2 separate regions of the Oryctolagus cuniculus genome follow, and region 1 is linked to region 2. A link is a contact called in public Hi-C data. All regions are on one chromosome and are shown on one strand. Each heading gives the region's core, a stretch centred on a gene start, on an enhancer-like site or on the middle of the called end of the contact. The rest is flanking DNA. Distances are from core to core; before and after follow the strand shown. Region 1 overlaps LOC103347715 (a long non-coding RNA gene). Region 2 overlaps MAPRE3 (microtubule associated protein RP/EB family member 3).

Region 1 (5,971 bases), core at 147-2,646, 54 kb after region 2:
GAAGTGGACGAGCTTTTATTTAGAGAGTGCGTCTGCCCTCCACCCTGCTGGAATCCCACAAGCCCTGGGTCCCGGAGTTCCAGCCTATGTGACCTTGGCCTTGGTTTTCCTCATGTGAGGTTGTGATGGTTAAATGAGAAAATGTATGAAAGATGTCAAGCTATGCCCCATGTGCTGTCCATACTCACCAAATGGTAACTGCCAATAATAACTCAAACTCTCAGGGGTGTTCACTGGGGACTTTATCTGACTGTCCACCCCCACACTCCAGCTATGCCTTGTCACCTGATCTAGAGGCACATATCAAACTGAGACTTTGCAGATTTTTTTTAATATTTATTTATTTGAAAGGCAGAGGTACAGAGAAGCAGAGGGGGAGAGAGAGGAGAGAGGAGAGAGGAGAGAGGAGAGAGGAGAGAGGAGAGAGGAGAGAGGAGAGAGGAGAGAGGAGAGAGGAGAGAGAGAGAGAGAGAGAGAGAGATCTTTCATCTACTGGTTCACTCCCCAGATGGCTGCAACTGCTGGTGGAGCTGGGCTGATCTGAATCCAGGAGCCAGGAGCTTCTTCCTCGTTTCTCACATGGGTACAGGGGTTCAAGGACCTGGGCCATCTTCTACTGCTTTCCCAGGTGGTAGCAGAGAGCTGGATTGGAAGTGGAGCAACCGGGAATTGAACTGGGACCCATATGGGAAGGCTTTACTAGCTATGTCACAAAAAAAATTTATTTATTTCAGAGGCAGAGAGAGAGAGAGAGAGAGAGAGAGAGATCTTTCATCCACTGGTTCACTCTCCAAATGGCTGCAATATGGCCAGAGCTGGGCCAATCCGAACCCGGGAGGCAGGAGCTTCTTCCGGGTCTCCCACGTGGGCACAGGGGCCCAAGGACTTGGGCCATCCTCTAATGCTTTCCCAGGTGCATAAGCAGGGAGCTGGAGCAGCCAGGACTTGAACTGGCATCCATAAAGGATGCCGGTGCAATTGGTGGAGGCCAAACCTACTAAGCCACAGTGCCTGCCCCTGGGTATTGTTTTTAAAAGTGAAATGTTACATCCTTTGGAGAGACTCTTTTAAAGCAAATAAGGCTAACTGGTACCATAGCACTTAAATCTAAAAAAATGAATTAATTTTACTTATTAGAGAGATAGATCTCATTCACTGGTTCACTCCTCAAATGCCCACAATAGCTGGGGCTGGGCCGGGCTGAAGCCAGGAGCCTTGAACTTCATCTGGGTCTCTCAAATGGATGGCAGGGTTCCAAGCACTTGAGCCATCACCTGCACACCTGCAGGGTGTGCATTAGTAGGAAGCTGGAATTAGAAGTGGAGTCAGGACTCAAATGCAGATTCTCCAGCATTGGATGGGGGCCTCCCAAGCACTGTCTTAGCCTCTGTGCCAGCTGCCTGCCTTCACAGTATCTCTAATGTATAATGGGAGATGTTAGCATTCCCTCAGCTCCTGCTACAGCAGGCGCGAGACGCACCCTCGTCCCAGCGACCTCTCTGCATCTTCTGAGGTTGTTACTTCCCCTTTCCCAATAAACGGGCTCAGTGAGCGTAATCACTTGCTGAACATCAGAAGTGGGGCTTGAATGCAAAGCCAACACCCAAATCTGAACTGTCGCTACCCCACGCCTCCAACACTGTTTGTACCCTCAGTACTGTCAGCCTGGCGTTCCCCAAACTCACTTCTAAATGCAGGAGCTTGGTTCATTTTTTTGTATCATCTGAAATACGCCTGGTAGGTAGGTGTCCCATGAATCAGGTTAAACAGCAAGCAGAAAACTCACTTGAGCAAGTCTCAACTGGAATTGTCAGATAAAAACATGGCACCTTCTTTCAACTTGACTTACAGGTACACAATAAATATTTATAAGTATTTCACAAACACTATTTGGGACGTACTTATACTAAAAATTATTTTTATATGAAATCCAGATCTGGCTGGGCGTCCTGTGCTTTTATTTGCCCCACCTGGCAACCTTTTCCAACTATACTCTGAAATGGGCTTTCAAAGAGACATTTGTCCCCAGGGAGCTCCAGGTGGGGGAGTTTGCCATGGACCCTCACTCAGGGTTGATCTGATCCTGGGTGGTTCTGTGAGCGGGACTAAGACAACCTGGACACACCCGCCTTTCCTGGAGCCTCAGTTGTTCAGGTAGGTTAGGCGGCTGATGCACCCTTAGCCAAAGAAGTAGTCACTGGTGAGCTTAAAGCGCCCTCTGGAGGGCCCTGTGGGTAGTACTGTGGCCAGGACTTGCAGAGCAGAGAGGAGCCCACAGGTATGGCAGGGGAGAGGGGCCAGGGAAAACACACCTTCCTGGCATTTTCGGTTTGAAGTTGCTGCTGCTCTGGCCACTGGGGAGCTGAAGGCACTTTCCCAGGGGAGCTACTGCCAGGGCTTCACTGTCCCAGAATCCTCTGCCTCCCCAGGGTTTCCCTGCCCCTTCCCCAGGCCGGAAGCCCAGGCCTTAGGAGCAGTGCCCTGATCTGATCTGCTGAGTGTATTAGGACTCGTGCTTAAGGTGGCTCCCAACAGTTTCAGTCTCCCTTCTGAGAGGCTAGCCAGACAGCGAGGCCGTGTTCCCGCGCGGGAAAGAGATGCAGGGGATTTCAGCCCCCTTGCACCTTAAATTAAGAAGCCGCGAAGCACGCAGGGAACCGGTCCACAGTGGTGGTCAGTGGTGTTGAATGACGGCCTCTCCCCCTTTCCCTCTGTCTGGGTCGTCACCCTCACCAAACCCTACCCTACCCCCACCCCTTCCTCAGTCAGGGCAAGGCCTCCTGCTGTACCCATGGCCTTCCAAGCCTGCCTGGTGATGCTCACCATCTCTGTCTCCAGCAGCTCAGGGGGCGGCTCCCAGGTCTGATCAGGAAGAGATCAACAGGAAGACAAAACGGAAGTGAGGCCGGAAGCCGACTCCTGGAGGCCCTGCCAGGGCACGTGCAGCTCCTACAGACTCCTGGGACCTCACCTGCCAGCGCACCTGAAGCCTTACCTGGGCTGGGGGAGGCTCTGTGAGGCCCCGCTGGTCACCTAACTGCTGGTTGGGATTCTATCCCGGCCTCCATGGGGTGAGGGTGTGGTGGCTGTGCTGGGGAAGTCCCCAAGCTCCTGCCCACTGAGCCCATCACCTGCCCAAGTGCTTTTTTTAAAAAAATTTATTCTATTTATTTTAAATAATAAAGCATGTAGGAGAGATCTTCCATCTGCTGGTTCACTCCCCAAATGGCTACGAAGGTCAGGGCTGGGCCAGGCGGAAGCCAGGAGCCAGGAGCTTCTCTGGCGTGGGAGCAGGGGCCCAGCACTTGGGCCCAGCACTTCCACTGCTTTCCCAGCCACGTTAGCAGGGAGCTGATCGAACATGGAGCAGTGGGGACTGGAGCTGGCACTTACATGGGATCCCAGCGTGGCAGGTAGCCGGCCCCCATAACCTCCTCACCGTGCTGATCCGATGGCAGGAGCCAGGTGCTTCTCCTGGTCTCCCATGCGGGTGCAGGGCCCAAGCACTTGGGCCATCCTCCACTGCCTTCCTGGGCCACAGCAGAGAGCTGGCCTGGAAGAGGTACAACCGGGACAGAATCCGGCGCCCCGACCAGGACTAGAACCCGGTGTGCCAGCGCCGCTAGGTGGAGGATTAGCCTATTGAGCCGCGGCGCCGGCCTCTATTTGTTAAGTATGGAATAGCTCAGGGTTCTGGCCTTTCGTACCCCAGGAAAGGAGAGATGGAAAAAAGAGACGGTCGACAACCTCTCTGCTTCAAATAAAGCAATCTGTCTCTGTTGAGGTCGGTCTCCGTCTCCTTTCTGGGGGTACGAGAGGCCAGAACCCAAAGCTATTCCATACCTAACACTATTTCTGTGTTGAGTGTTTTCTTTCTTTTGTACAAGGAAGTGGCATTGGATAGTTTCAATTGTTTTTTCTGCATTTGTTGAGAAGATGCTGTGGTTTCTATTTCTTAGTCTATTGATTTTCAAGTGTTAAGCCAACCTTGGATTCCCGGGATAAGTCCCACGTGGTCATTATGTCTAATTCTCTTTTATGCTGCAGGATTCATGTTGGTTTATCATTGTATTCCTCTGTGATTATTTCTGGAAGGTCAGTAGTAATGTCTGTTTTTTAATTTCTGATTTTAGTGATTTGAATCTTCCCATGGTTTCTTGGTCAATCTAGCTAAAGGCCTGTGAATTGCTCATTTGTCTAGTGTCTTTAGAAGGTCAGAATATAAATTTGAGCTCTTTTTTAACATATGCTTTTATAACTATAAATTTTCCTTTTAGCTCTGCTTTCACTATATCCCATAAGCTTTGGTGTATGTGAACTTCTCATTTTTTCCCTTCTTATTAATGTCTCACTTCATTCTGTTGTCACTGGAGAATATACGTCGTATTATTTCTGTCTTTTTAAATCTATAGAATATTTTATTGCACTTTCAATCTGTATTTTTAATCTAAAACCTGTCTCTTAGAGATAGCATATAGTTGGATTATTTTTTTAAAAAGATTTATTTATTTATTTGGAAGGTAGAGTTCAGAGAGAGAGAGAGAGAGAGAGAGAGAGATGGATCAAGATCTTCCATCCACTGGTTCACTCCCCAGGTGGCTGCAATGTCTGGAGATGGGCCGATTTGAAACCAGGAGCCTCTTCTGGGTCTCCCACAGGGTGAAAAGGCCCAAGGACTTGGGCCATCCTCTACTGCTTTCCCAGGCCATAGCAGAGAGCTGGATGGGAAGTGGAGCAGCCAGGACTTGAACCAGTGCCCATATGAGATGCCGGCACTTCAGGCGGCAGCTTTACCCACTAAGCCACAGTTAGGTCTTCTTAAGTCCATTCTAGTAATCTCTGCCTTTTGGTTAGATGGTTTAACCTGCAGTTCAACTTACATTTGCTTTGTTTTTTGTTCTCAATGGGCCTATCTTTTTTATTCCCCTATTCTCCTTTGACTGCTTTACTTTACATTAAATGTGTATTTTTAATGTAGCAGTTGAGTTCGTTAGTGATTTTCCACTCTATGTTATTATTTCATTAGTGGTTGCTCTAGGCCTTACCATCAACATTGTATCAGAGCCAGCTTCAGATTTATACTAACTTTCATGGAGATGCAGAAACATTCCTGTATCTCCCTAGCCCCTTCCTCTTTAAGGAGTTGCTACACAGAGTACATGTGCAAGTGCAGCAAAGCCTGCCTTGTGATAGTAATGCCTTGTGTAAGTTTACGGCTTCATAAAGGTGGAGAGAAGACAGCAGAGTATGCTTGCGGCTCTTGTTTTTTTGTTGTTGTTGACAGGCAGAGTTAGACAGTGAGACAGACAGAGAGAAAGGTCTTCCTTTCATTAGTTCACCCCCCAAATGGCTGCTACAGCCGGTGCGCCACGCCAATCTGAAGCCAGGAGCCAGGTGCTTCACCTGGTCTCCCATGGGGTGCAGGGCCCAAGTACTTGGGCCATCCTCCACTGCCTTCCTGGGCCACAGCAGAGAGCTGGCCTGGAAGAGGAGCAACTGGGACAGAATCTGGCGCCCCAACCGGGACTAGAACCTGGGGTGCTGGCGCTGCAGGCAGAGGATTAGCCTAGTGAGCCGCGGCACTGGCCTGTAGCTCTTGTTGCAACAACTTTATTCGTCATTACCGGTTCTCTTGTTTCTGTGGTTCTAAACCATCACCCGGGGTACTTCCCTAGCCCAGTATCACTTCTCTCCCATCCAGCACCTTGTGCCATTCTTGGCAAATGAATTCTATTTCTACATGGTATAGCTCCAGTGGTCCATGCACATAGAATTCTACACAATGGCCATCGAAGTCTGCTGTGGGAAGAATGCAGAAGCGTAAATGATCCTGCATTTTGGAATTACAAGGTTACTTTATTGATGCTCTTGTTTTTTTCTTGTGTGTGTAGATTTCAATGACTGTGCAGGGCACTTGCTTTGAGCCTGAAGAGCTTCCTTTAGCATTTCTTACAATGTTCGGTTTTCGTTT
Region 2 (6,048 bases), core at 3,500-5,999:
TGCACGGGCAGTGCCAAGCCCCAAGACCGGGGCTGTGGCTCAGACGAGGGAGGCACGGCATGGACTTTTACCACACAAGTTTATTTAAATAAAAGTGAACGCGTATGCAGGCTGGTGCCCGGGGAAGGGTGGGGTGGGATGGGGAGGCGGAGGCACAGGAGGGTCCAGACAGTCTGTGTGGTGTGAGCCAGGCTGCAGGAGGGGGCGGCGGGGCCTTGGGGCAATGCTGGGGGCAGGGGCTGGGGTAGGGGCGGGGCGGGGGAGCCGGTGCCAGGGGGTCATTTCCATCCCTCGCATGCGCCCCTCCCTCTCCCTGGCCCCCAGGCCTCCAGCACTGCCTCCTTCGGCCCTCCCTCCCTCTCCTGACGTCAGCATTCCCCTGCAACTGCGGGGTGGGGGGGAGGAGTCAAAAGACAAAATAAATAATCGGCGAGTCCTGCCCCAGCCTCCACCGTGGGGAAGGGAAGCCAAGCCAGGCACACTGCCCCTGCGCCCACGCTATCAGCCCTGGAAAAGAACAGGTAAAGTGCAAGGAAAATCCAGTAAGTAAAAATATACCAATGACTTTGTGAAATATACAGCTGCTGGCTGTCGGGGAGCAGGGGGCTGGCTGGGCGGGTGGCAGCAGCACCCTAGGGAGTGTTGGCCAGCACAGTATGGAGACAACGGAAATAAATAGGGGTGGGCAGTGGGCAGGTGTCCCGCCCACTGGGCCTCTGCCTGCTCACCTGCCCCCCACCCGCCACGCCTCGCTAGCCCGGCTCCCCACTGCTGCGGCACTGACACAAAGCACCAGGCCGGCCGCTGGCTGTAAGGAAAGGGTTATAATGTGGGGACAGGGGCGGGGAGGGGAGGCACGGGAAGCCGTGCAGTCAGCCGGGGCTGCAGCCGCCCTCAGTACTCGTCCTGGTCTTCTTGTTGGTGTTCCTCGATCTCGTCGTCCTCAGGGGGTGCAAATCCTTCCTGGAAGGGCGGGAAGGGACAGGGAGGTGGTGAGCTGGGCGGGCCAGGCTGGGGGGGGGTGCACTCTGGGGCTGGGGGCCTGGAGTTCTGGCACGGCGCTCCCTGCTGGTGGCTCTGTGTGGCCCAGGGCTGGGGGCTGCACCCCATCCTCAGCGCTCAGGAGCAGGCCAGAGCAGGGGTGTGGCCTGGGGGCCGGCAGGTTTGGGGGGGGGGTGAGCTCACCTCTGTGGCATAGAGAATGCCGATGATGCCCGAGATGACGGGGCTGTTCTCACTCTCGTGCTCCTGGCAGATGAGCTCAATGTCACGCAGTTTGCTGAAGTAGAAGTCACGCTCCTTCTCCAGCCCGTCCACCGTCAGCTTCAAGTCCAAGAGCTGCTTGGGCAGAGGGGACCTTCAGCCAGAGGCCCCTGCCTTGGGCCGCCCCCTCCCCTCGCCCCTCGGCCCAGCCTGCCCTCTGGTCCCAGCGGGGGCAGCTTGCTTGCACCCGTCCCGCCCACCTGCTGGTTGAGCTCGAGAATCTGTGCATCGGTCTCGTGGCCGCCGTTCCGGGCCGCCGGCGGGTTCTTGCGGAGGATGCAGGGTGGGGCCACGTTGCTCAGCCGGCCAGAGGTCTGCATGTTTTTGGGGCCTGTGGGAGATGTTCTCTGTGGAACTGCCCGGAGGAGAGGAGGCGGATGAGGCCATGTGAGCCCACGGCTCTCACGTCCGAGAAAGCCCGGGTGGAGGACGGCAGGGGCAGGCCCATGCGACAGGCAGGCACCCCCACCCCCCCCAGGGCATCTACATCTAGGCCTCGAGCCTCGGCCACACGTGACACTACAGCAGCAGGGCAGCCCTCTAGCAAGCCTGGGAGCGCAGGGCCTACTGGGTAGTAGGGGGCGAGGTGGGAGGGTGGGGACATGAGCTACACAGGGCAGGCAAATCTGGAGAGGTGGGTGGGGCTGGAAGGGTGCAGGGGTCTCCTGTACTGACAGCTGGAATGGGAGGAGCAGTAGCTGGCACAGGGGACTCCTGACAAGCCCCAGCCCAGAGCCACCCCACTGGAGGCTACACAGGAACCCCGGCCCCGCCCCTCCGGCCCTCTGCTGGCCGGGACCCAGGGAGCCCGCTGCAGCCCAGCGCGGCCGGCCGGCATGCGGGGCATGCGGTGGCTACTTTGCTGTCTAGCCCTGCCCAGTGGCAGAGGCTGCTTCTAATGCAAAGCAAGCGGGGAGAGTGGCGCGGCGCAAACGGAGGAGGTGGCCCTGCTATGACGGGCTCAGGCGCGGGCTGGGGCTGCTCCTCTGCCTCTCCCTCTGCAGCCCTGCTGTCCCCCCTCCAGCAGGCTCCACTGCTTCTCTCCCTGCCTCTCTAGGACCCGGACAAAGCCCATTTTGTGGGACTCATCTCCTTAGGACTCAGGGCTCTGGGCCTTTGGAATGGGGAAGACACAAACAAGTTCCCACACCCGTGCCCCTGGCATCCAGTGGGCAGCAGGCCAGAAGGGGCTGTGGTGCTGGCCTCAGGCCCTTGGCTTGGGCGGGCCCCAAGCAGACAAACCATGCCACCTCGGGCGCCATCGTCTTGCGGCAAACAAGGGAGCCCGTACCCAGGGCTCCCTCCCACCAGCTGCCGCCGTGGCTGGAGCTGGTGGCTCTTCCCTTAGAGCGGTTTCTGGAGCCCTCCTGCCCCCTACGGTGACCCCCCCTGGTCTACGTGGGGAGCAGGCGGCGCCATCTGAACTCCGTGATAACAGTCTCCTCCAGGCTGGCGGGGCCGGGCGGGTGGCCCCGGGGGCGCTCCTGGCTGAGGAGCCCCGCCGGCCCGGCCCCCCACACTCCCTCCCCCGGCTCGGGCACGTTACCTGCTGTGCCAATGAGTTTCTTGGATTTGTTGAAGATCTGATCACCTGGGTTAGGAGGTGGCGCTACGTCCTGGCCCTGCCGCGCCAGCAGAGGGTTGTAATCCTTTCCATCATAGTTTGCGTCAAAGAATTTCTTAAACCACTGAATAAACTCAAAATTATCTTGGAATTTTCCTTTCACTAATTTCTCTACAGGAATGATCTGAAATAGACCACACAACAGAGTCTGTTAGCCCCTGCTGCCGCACGGCCGCCTTCCGGTGTGAGAGGGCCACTGCCTTGCAGAGAGCCAGCCCCTGGGCCGCAGCATCTTCCAGCTCCACCACCTGCCCCCCGCCCATGGCACCAGAGCAGACGGGCAGGCTGGCAGGCCTGGCCTGGGAGCCGCACATCCCTCTCCCACAGGCACAGGAAGGAGGATGTGGGAGGTGTCCCCAGGTTCTGCGGCTGCTGCTTGTGGGCTGGGGGCTCGGGACCCACAGCTCTGGGGCCATCGAGGCAGAAGAGCAAAGAGACTTTTCTCGGGACCTACAGAGAAATGCAACTTAATAGGCACAGTACACAGAGGCTCAGGGTCTGCGCTGGGTAGGGTCCAGAGAGGAGGGGGCGGGGAAAGGAGTGTTGTCATCGTGGACCGTCCCGTGCGGTAGGGCTTTCCGCTGGGCCTCGGGCTGGGGGGATGCTCCCCCTGCAGACTCAGGGGTGGGGGGGTGTAAGTGCTGGAAATGACCCCACCGACGGCCTGGCTGGCGGGCCATCTTCTCCCTCGGGGTCACACAGCTCCCGAGGGCCCCCGGGAGCGCAGCACCTACTTTGTCAACACCCATCTTCTTGAACGCCGCTTGCAGCACCTTGAAGTTGTGGATGTACTCGTGTTCTAGCTTGGCCTGGAACTTCACCTTCCTCAAGTGCACACAGCCCGGGAAGAGCATGTCCATGAACTGGCAGTAGGCCGCCCCTGTGGAGGGGCGCGGCTGACTGCCAGGCCTCAGCAGTGCCTTTCACTTGCCCAAGCCCCAGCCCCGGTCTCCTCTTCTCTCTCCCTGTCTTGAGGCTGGGGGCAGCCCTCCCTTCAGGACCGACACGGCTGGAATCCCCAAGGATAAAAGAATTATCCAAGAATAAAAGCATGACTGCTTCTGAGGCCTATCATGTACCTGCAGCACACTTAACACAGCAGCACATATGCAGTTTAATCCCAACAGGAACCCCAGCTAGACGGTGCTGTTATCAACGTCTCACAGATGGGAGCGAGCCGCGGAGACCACCGGCCCGGAGGCTGAGCTCTGACCCTGGGTGGCGGGGTTGGGGGCAGGACCTTGTGCTATGACCTTGTGGCTCCGCGCTGTGCCCTTCCTTTCCCTCCCAGGACGGGGCACCGCCCCACCCCAGCCTCCCACCTGAACAGAGCTGCTCGATCTTGGTATAGTTGAGGTGCAGGGAGTCGTTGACCCACGCAAGCATGTCATGGCGACTCAGATTCTCACTGGTCACGGATGTGGAGTACACATTGACGGCCATACCCCAGCTGCAAAGAGATGACAGACGGGGTGGGGTCAGCCCTGGGGAGGGGCCGCGGGCAGCCCCCCGGGGAAACGGGGTCCCTGCAGACCAGCTGTGCACCTGCAGCTCCCCCTGCAGAGCAGGTGCATTTCCCTGCCCCTCACACACCTAACAGGTGCCCCCGGCTGTGAGATGAGTGCCAGGAGCTGGGGGCACAAAGTGAATCGCGGAAGCCGCGACAGGAGGACGCCCTCTGGGCAGTCACAGAAATGCACCAAGTTCAAGTGGCACAGGGGAGGGGCGGTCTCCTCTGCTTGGCAGGGCAGGGGCGCTGGAGCCTGGAGTAGGAATTTTCCAGACGCACAAAGGGCTGGGGTGGAAGGGCGGCCCCCGCGCGAGGACAGAAGGGACAAAGCAGGGCTTACTCCCAGCATGCCTGGTTGCTGTGCCGGCCTAGGGGAGCCGGGTGTTGAGTGGGGCATGGCGCAAGGCGGTTGGCAGGGACAGCCCGGGAGCCTTTGTTTACCACGAGGGGGAGTCTGGACTTTCTATTTAGACGCAGGGAAGCCAGTGAGGATCCCAGGGAGACGGGCGACAGGGCCAGACCCGTGTTGCGGAGTGCCTGCTCTCTCCTCTCCCTTCAGACTCCGTGTTCCTGTGGCCCAGAGGCACCTAAATCCCGCTAGTCCTGAATCTTCCCTTAAATTGAGCTTCTGCTCCCATACGCAACCCCGTGGACCTCACCCGGGCCAGGAGCCTGAGGGGTCCCCCTGGCCAGCCGACCATCCTGTTCACATCAGCCCCTTGCGCGAGGCCTGCAGCCCCACGTCCCCAGTGTGCCCCTGCGTCCCCCACCTCGGTTCTTACACCTCTCCCCAGCCCAGGCAGGCAAGAGCCCCCGAAGGCCTCCCAGCCTCCAGCCCTCCCTCCGCCCCCCGCTCCCAGCCCTTTCAGTCAGCAGTCGTAAACCAGGCACCCACTGGCCGGATTGGCCTCGCAGACTTGAATGGTTTAGCATTCACGGTGTTGGAAACAGTTTTGAATTAGGGGCCAATAATTTAAGGTTGGGACGTCTCACACAAACAATTTGGCTGCTCCTGGCCACTCCGGGCCCATGAACCTGCGCCACCACCAATGGCTGGAGCTGGGCAGGGGCACCCCCCTCTGGCCAGCATGCGTGAGTGCCTGCTCACTACACACCTAGCCCTACAGAGGCCAAGGTCACCGCTGTTGATCACTAACTGGGGTAGCGAGGAGGGAGATATTTCTTGTAACTAGGTTTGTGTCAGAAATGGAGAGACAGAAGCTGGACAAAAAGAACTGTGTGTTCTGAGAGCTGTGTGAGTGCCTGCTTCTCGAGTAAAGAATTTCACTCCAGGCTTGACACACTCTCTGCATGAGGGGGCCGTGGTTGCAGCGAGCTAAGCTGCTGCCCGCAATGCCAGCACCACTCCCCCCACATCAGTGCATCGGTTCGAGTCCCAACAGCTCTGTTTCCAATCCAGCTCCCTGCTAATGCACCTGGGAAAGCAGCAGAAGATGGCCCAAGTGCTTGGACCCCCACCGCCCATGTGGGAGACCCGGATGGAGTCCCAGGCTCCTGGCTTTGGCCTGGCCCAGCTGGGGGCCGATGCAGCCATTTGGGGAGTGAACCAGGGGATGGAAGAGTTCTTCTTCTTCTTCTTTTTTTTTTTTTTTGACAGGCAGAGTGGACAGTGAGAGAGAGAGACAGAGAG

What was found. Hi-C and Micro-C count contacts between places; a contact is called where the count stands out from the background.
Region 1: a Hi-C map of an unstated tissue shows a contact between it and region 2, with 6 times the contacts expected there. The contact joins two enhancer-like sites. A contact is called at or near these places in 5 of 6 Hi-C or Micro-C datasets (ear pinna, embryonic fibroblasts, psoas muscle and 2 more).

Annotation. Positions count from the first base shown.
Region 1 is chr2:175,981,910-175,987,880 of mOryCun1.1, forward strand. LOC103347715 (a long non-coding RNA gene) reads left to right here. Exons shown (of 3, transcript XR_516302.4): 3 at 2,839-5,971. Among named protein-coding and RNA genes, the nearest start is that of MAPRE3, 11 kb to the left of the region's middle. Within about 2 kb of position 1,397, at least 1 of the 8 cell types and tissues checked has an H3K27ac peak or open chromatin away from gene starts, as enhancers often do.
Region 2 is chr2:175,924,307-175,930,354 of mOryCun1.1, forward strand. MAPRE3 (microtubule associated protein RP/EB family member 3) reads right to left here. Exons shown (of 7, transcript XM_008254644.4): 2 at 4,210-4,337; 3 at 3,622-3,767; 4 at 2,810-3,011; 5 at 1,464-1,618; 6 at 1,186-1,338; 7 at 63-963. The coding sequence starts at 4,330. The coding sequence ends at 895. Among named protein-coding and RNA genes, the nearest start is that of TMEM214, 4.7 kb to the left of the region's middle. Within about 2 kb of position 4,750, at least 1 of the 8 cell types and tissues checked has an H3K27ac peak or open chromatin away from gene starts, as enhancers often do.